Regions from separate parts of the Macaca mulatta genome. Here region 2 is linked to region 1. The links are chromatin contacts, called in public Hi-C maps. All regions are on one chromosome and are shown on one strand. The core of a region is the stretch at or near the end of the contact, and the rest is flanking DNA. Distances in the headings are between cores, read along the strand shown.

Region 1 (2,844 bases), core at 37-2,536:
GTGAGCTGTGGCTCAATGAAAACACCTGTAGAAACCACCTGAAAGGACGAACTAAGAACCAGTGCTTTCCAAGGAATTGCTCTTGCCTCAGATCACTTGTGTCTCCTAAGCTCAGTTTGCCAGTAGGAGGCCTTACAGGCTGCTGTGGAACCCGTTGCTTTCTTCCAAGACCTTTCCCCCTGCACCTGCCTGAGCTGCTCCAGGAGCTGCTTTCTCATTGTGAGAAGATGCCATGACTTGGTGTGCTCTTCCCCATCGCAAGGATTCTGTGCCGGGAATTGGGTCAGGTTCTACCATGGCTCCAGCAACTGTCCTTGGAGAATGAAAGCTTCCTCAATAGGCTTGAGCACCTGGGCACCCTTTCCCTCACCTCACCTGGGGAGAAGAGGTTCTCCTGAAGGTGATGAACAGGAGGGTACTGGCCAACGAAGGGTCAGCGTGGCAAACTGATAACGGCTGGCACTATCTGTGCATATGGCCTCTTCATCCTTAGCTCTTGTGGCCCTACCTTTCCAGCCTGCTGTCTGCCCAGATGCCCACAGAAGAGGGTGGGACCCAAGAGTGGTGTTAGAGTCTATTCCAACTGAACTGCAACTGCAGGCTTGTCTCCGCTTACCTGAATGACAACAATTGTCCTCATGGCATTTTCGGGGACTCCTGCAGGTGAACCTACACGTGGAGAATGCGCGGAATGTGCGCCTTGGATCCTGGACAGGGGCTAAGGAAGGGCATGCATTAGTCCTTGGGGCTGTCAACCCCAGATCCCAGGCAGGAGAAGCCAAGGAGGGTGATGCGGGGTTTGCTCAAGCCTAGTCCTGGGACTGAGGGGATACTAAAGAGACCACTGACTGGGTTAATGCCCCAGACCCAACGCCCATGGAAACTGTCACTCTTGCTCCAATCAGCGCGGGCTCCAGCGCCTGCAGGAGGAGGTAGTTGGACCCAAAGCGGCAAAGCACGCCAGGGAGCACAAAGCGTTAGGTCGTCCCGCCGGCCTCTCAGGGTTCCCTACACTCCGCGTAGCCTCAAGCATCTGCCATACGGGCCGCGCGGTGGCGGCAGAGCGCGCGGCCCAGGCCCACTCACCCGGCACTCACAGGGTCACATGGCACTGGGCGACGCTGCGCGATGAGGCAGGCCCGGCGCGGATCTCGCCCCGCCCGCCGCAGGGTCACGTGGCACGGCCGGCGCAGCTTGATAACGCAATGCCCGGCCCCTAGGCGCCGCTCCCGCCCCGCCCCGCCCCGCCGCCACCGCCGCGCCGAGTCCTTTTGTCCAAGATGGCGGCGCCGGGGGCGCTGCCTCCTCGGCCGCCGCCGCCGCCGCCGCCGCTGTGAGAAACCTACGGGCCGCCCGCCCGCCGCGCCAGCGCCATGAAGCGGCAGAGCGAGCGAGACTCTAGCCCGAGCGGGCGCGGCTCGTCATCGTCGGCCAAGCGTCCGCGGGAGCGCGAACGGGAGGCGGAGGCGGGCGGGCGGCGGGCGGCGCACAAGGCCTCTGGCGGCGCCAAGCACCCGGTTCCAGCGCGGGCCCGCGACAAACCCCGCGGCAGCGGAAGCGGCGGGGGCGGGCATCGCGACGGCCGCGGCACCGGGGACGCGAATCACCGCGCGAGTAGCGGGCGCTCCTCGGGCTCCGGCGCTGGCGGCGGGGGACGCGGTGGCAAGGCCTCGGGGGACCCGGGCGCCTCCGGCTTGTCGCCCCGCGCGTCTCCTCTGCCGCCGCCTCCGCCACCGCCTGGGGCCGAGCCCGCGGGTCCCGGCTCATCCGCAGCCGCGCCTGAGTACAAGACGCTGCTCATCAGCAGCCTGAGCCCCGCGCTGCCTGCCGAGCACCTCGAAGACCGGCTCTTCCACCAGTTCAAGCGCTTCGGCGAGATCAGCCTCCGCCTGTCGCACACGCCTGAGCTGGGCCGTGTGGCCTACGTGAACTTCCGGCACCCACAAGACGCGCGCGAGGCCCGCCAGCACGCCCTGGCCCGCCAGCTGCTGCTCTACGACCGCCCGCTCAAGGTAGAGCCCGTGTACCTGCGCGGCGGCGGCGGGAGCAGTCGGCGAAGTAGCAGCAGCAGCGCCGCCGCTTCCACGCCTCCCCCAGGGCCGCCCGCGCCCACCGACCCGCTCGGCTACCTTCCGCTGCACGGAGGCTACCAGTACAAGCAGCGCTCGCTGTCCCCCGTCGCTGCCCCGCCCCTGCGGGAGCCCCGCGCCCGCCACGCCGCCGCAGCCTTCGCCCTGGATGCCGCCGCTGCCGCCGCTGTGGGACTGTCCCGAGAGCGGGCCCTGGACTACTACGGGCTGTACGACGACCGTGGGCGCCCCTATGGCTACCCAACTGTGTGTGAGGAGGACCTGATGCCCGAGGACGACCAGCGGGCCACGCGCAACCTCTTCATTGGGAACCTGGACCACAGCGTATCTGAGGTGGAGCTGCGACGGGCCTTCGAGAAATATGGCATCATCGAGGAGGTGGTCATCAAGAGACCTGCCCGTGGCCAAGGTGGTGCCTATGCCTTCCTCAAGTTCCAGAACCTGGACATGGCCCATAGGGCTAAGGTGGCCATGTCGGGCCGAGTGATTGGTCGCAACCCCATTAAGATAGGCTATGGCAAGGCCAACCCCACCACTCGTCTCTGGGTGGGTGGCCTGGGACCTAACACCTCACTGGCAGCTCTGGCCCGGGAGTTTGACCGCTTTGGGAGCATTCGGACCATTGATCACGTCAAAGGAGATAGCTTTGCCTATATCCAGTACGAGAGCTTGGATGCAGCCCAGGCCGCCTGTGCTAAAATGAGGGGTTTTCCCTTGGGTGGACCAGACCGCAGGCTCCGCGTGGATTTTGCCA
Region 2 (2,874 bases), core at 187-2,686, 110 kb after region 1:
AAAAAATAAATGAATAAAAATAAAAAATTTAAAAACTGTATAATAGGCAGAACAGTAAAACACTGTACTCAGCAACTACCCAAGAGGTACTGAGCAAAAAATGATTTCCCTACATTCCCCAAATTCTCTATTATCTCAACATCCAAAAATATATACCTACTCAAAAATGGGTAATGAATAACTGCTATATAGAAAACCCAAATGTTCACATCATTAAGAAAAATACTAAATCGATTCCTAAAGTCTACATTTACACACATAAACATTAAAGGTAAACTCCAGTAAGCTGGAAAAAGAAAATGAAGGATATTACCAATTAACCTCTCATTCTGTACATTAACAATGCATTTTGAACAGGAAGATGCTACTAACATAAAAAATTAAAACGTGTAAAGACTAATTAAAAGGCTTCATCGAAAAAACAGGGTAAGGAAAAACTGAGACCAACATGACGTGGCCAAGGACAAGTCATTTCTGACTCAAAAATAACTAATACAAACACTCCAAAACTATTTCCTCAACAAATGGAAAACCAGAGCGCTGCCACTGCAGTAAGAGGAAGCCAGACAGAAAACCGTCTAGGAAGTGAAGTTGTGAAGCAAACGCTTCTGAAACCCCAGTTGAAAACTACTATAACCCCCGGAAACAGACTCCCGGGAAGTTTGGCGGGCACTCTGAGGTTTGACTCCAGGCTGCGGGACCCGCACACCTCTTTCCAACCCTTCCCTTCTTCATGGGGATGAGAGGAGTGACCAGAAAGCTCCGCCCCCGTCGCAAGGTCCAAGAGCCGGGCGGGTGCAGGGAGAGGTGGCACGAGGCCGAGAGACTGGAGAGCCCGCCCAGGTGACTGGAGCTGGAGGCGGAGACACAGTCCGTGAAGGGGCCCGCCGTATAGTACGGAAGATGGAGCCCCCCCAAGCCCGTACGGAACAGAGACTAGAAAGATTGGAAGGGAAAAGATGACAAGGGATATGACATGCGCCCCTCCCTCCAGGTAGGGGCTGACACACCCCGCCCCCCCACTCCGGGCGGAAGAGTTACTCTCGGGAAGCTTCTCGTGGGGAGTGGAGGAAGAACGTGGAGGCCCCGCCCCCGGGACAAGAATCAGGAGGAGGAAAAGTCCTGTCAGGCCCCGGGCCCAGCCTCCCGGCTGACCGGCCCGCCCCCTCCTCGCCGGCGGCCCAAGCAGGTGCCGCCCCTCCCCCAGCCCGGCGCCCACTCTGCCGCCCGGCCAGCCACGCGCCCTGCCTCCTCGCGCCCCTCCCGTAGAGTCGCCTCCCTCCATTTCCCACTCACCGTCCGAGGCGGCTCCGCCACTGCCCCCCCGCGACCCCGCCAGTGGCCACAGTTCACACACACAGCCTCAGGTCCCGCACTCACTCTTCACTCACATACACACACAGCGCGACCACGGCTCCACAGCGGCCCACATATTATGCGTCACTCGCGCGCTACGTGCACCGCGCGCGCGGGCGCGCGCGCCTACTTGGCGCGAGGACAGTGAGCAAGGGGCGGGAGGAGAACGCCTGCACGATCCGAGGAAAATCGAAGAGCCCCGGGGACGCCTGGGAAATGAAGTTCCGCGTCTAGGGGCGGGCCCACCAGTCCCAATTGACGCATGAGCTCTTCGCCCCGCGCATTGACTTCTGGATTTGTAGTTTTTTTGGATAAATGCGAACTGCTGAGTACTCATTGGCTGCTTCGGAAAGCGGAAGTGAAAAGTGAGGGAGTCAATCCTTCCAAGACAGTACTATAATCGCCTGATGCTTTAGTGTCTTGTTCTGACCTGTGTGCGCAAAGAGCCTCTGTTTTATTCGGCTATTTGCCTCATCTTACCTAGAACATACCGTGATCTAAGAAAATATTTTCTCATAAACATATCAGAAATCACAGCACTCATTAAAACAGAAGGCACTAGTTGTTTTTTATGTGTTTGTTTTGAGACAGAGCCTCGCTCTGTTGCCCAGGCTGGAGTGCAGTGACGATCTCAGCTCACTGCGACCTCCGCCTCCCGGGCTCAAACAGTCCTCCCACCTCAGCCTCCAGCTGAGACTACAGGTGCATGCCACGACACCCAGTTAATTTTTGTTTTTGTTTTGTGTGTGTGTATTTGGTAGAGACATGGTTTCACCATATTGGCCAGTCTGGTCTCGAACTCCTGGGCTGAAGCGGTCCACCCACCGGGGCCTCCCAGCCTCTTTGTTCTCCGTCTTTTTTTTTTGAGACAGAGCCTCGCTCTGTCACCCACGCTGGGGTGCAATGGCGCAATCACAGCTCACTACAGCCTCAACCTCCTGGGCTCGAGCTGTCTTCCCACTTCAGTCTCCCAAGTAGCTGGGACTACGGGTGTGCACCACCACACCCAGCTAATTTTTTAAAATTTTTGTAGAGACGGAGTCCCACTGTGTTGTCCAGGTTGGTCTTGAATTTCTAGGCTCAAGTGATTCTCCTGCCTCAGTCCCTCAAAGTGTTGGGATTACAGGTATGAGCCACTGCGCCCAGCCTCTCTTTTTGTTCAAGACCTAGCCTGTAGGAATCAATAGATACTTATTGCCAGGTATTATACGTGAGGCAGAGAAGTGAAAAATCAAAAGCTCATAGATTGAGGCAGGACTGACCTCACAGGTCACTTAATTCAATTTCTTCATGTTATTGGGAAAAATGAGGCCCAGAGGGAGTGAGTGACTTGCCCAGCATCACACAACCAATTAGCAGAACCAGAAGACTCCTTACTCCGACCAGCGGTCCCTTTTGCGGGGCATAGAAGATAAACATGACTCCACATTTGAGGAGAATCTTGACCTGACAAGATCCTACCCAACCTTCAAGGCCTTACGCAGCTCATTATCTCTCTGGGAATGCTGAGCAAGTCTC

What was found. A called contact is a pair of places that touch in the nucleus more often than the background predicts.
Region 2: a contact with region 1 is called in a Hi-C map of CD4 T cells, with 5 times the contacts expected there. The contact joins the promoter of DCAF1 here to the promoter of RBM15B in region 1. A contact is called at or near these places in 3 of 14 Hi-C or Micro-C datasets (CD4 T cells, fetal cortex germinal zone and liver).

What each region holds. Positions count from the first base shown.
Region 1 is chr2:114,862,384-114,865,227 of T2T-MMU8v2.0, forward strand. It overlaps RBM15B (RNA binding motif protein 15B), which reads left to right and starts at 1,287. Exons shown (of 1, transcript NM_001265669.1): 1 at 1,287-2,844. The coding sequence starts at 1,374.
Region 2 is chr2:114,968,894-114,971,767 of T2T-MMU8v2.0, forward strand. DCAF1 (DDB1 and CUL4 associated factor 1) reads right to left here and starts at 1,437. Exons shown (of 27, transcript XR_013413983.1): 1 at 1,297-1,437.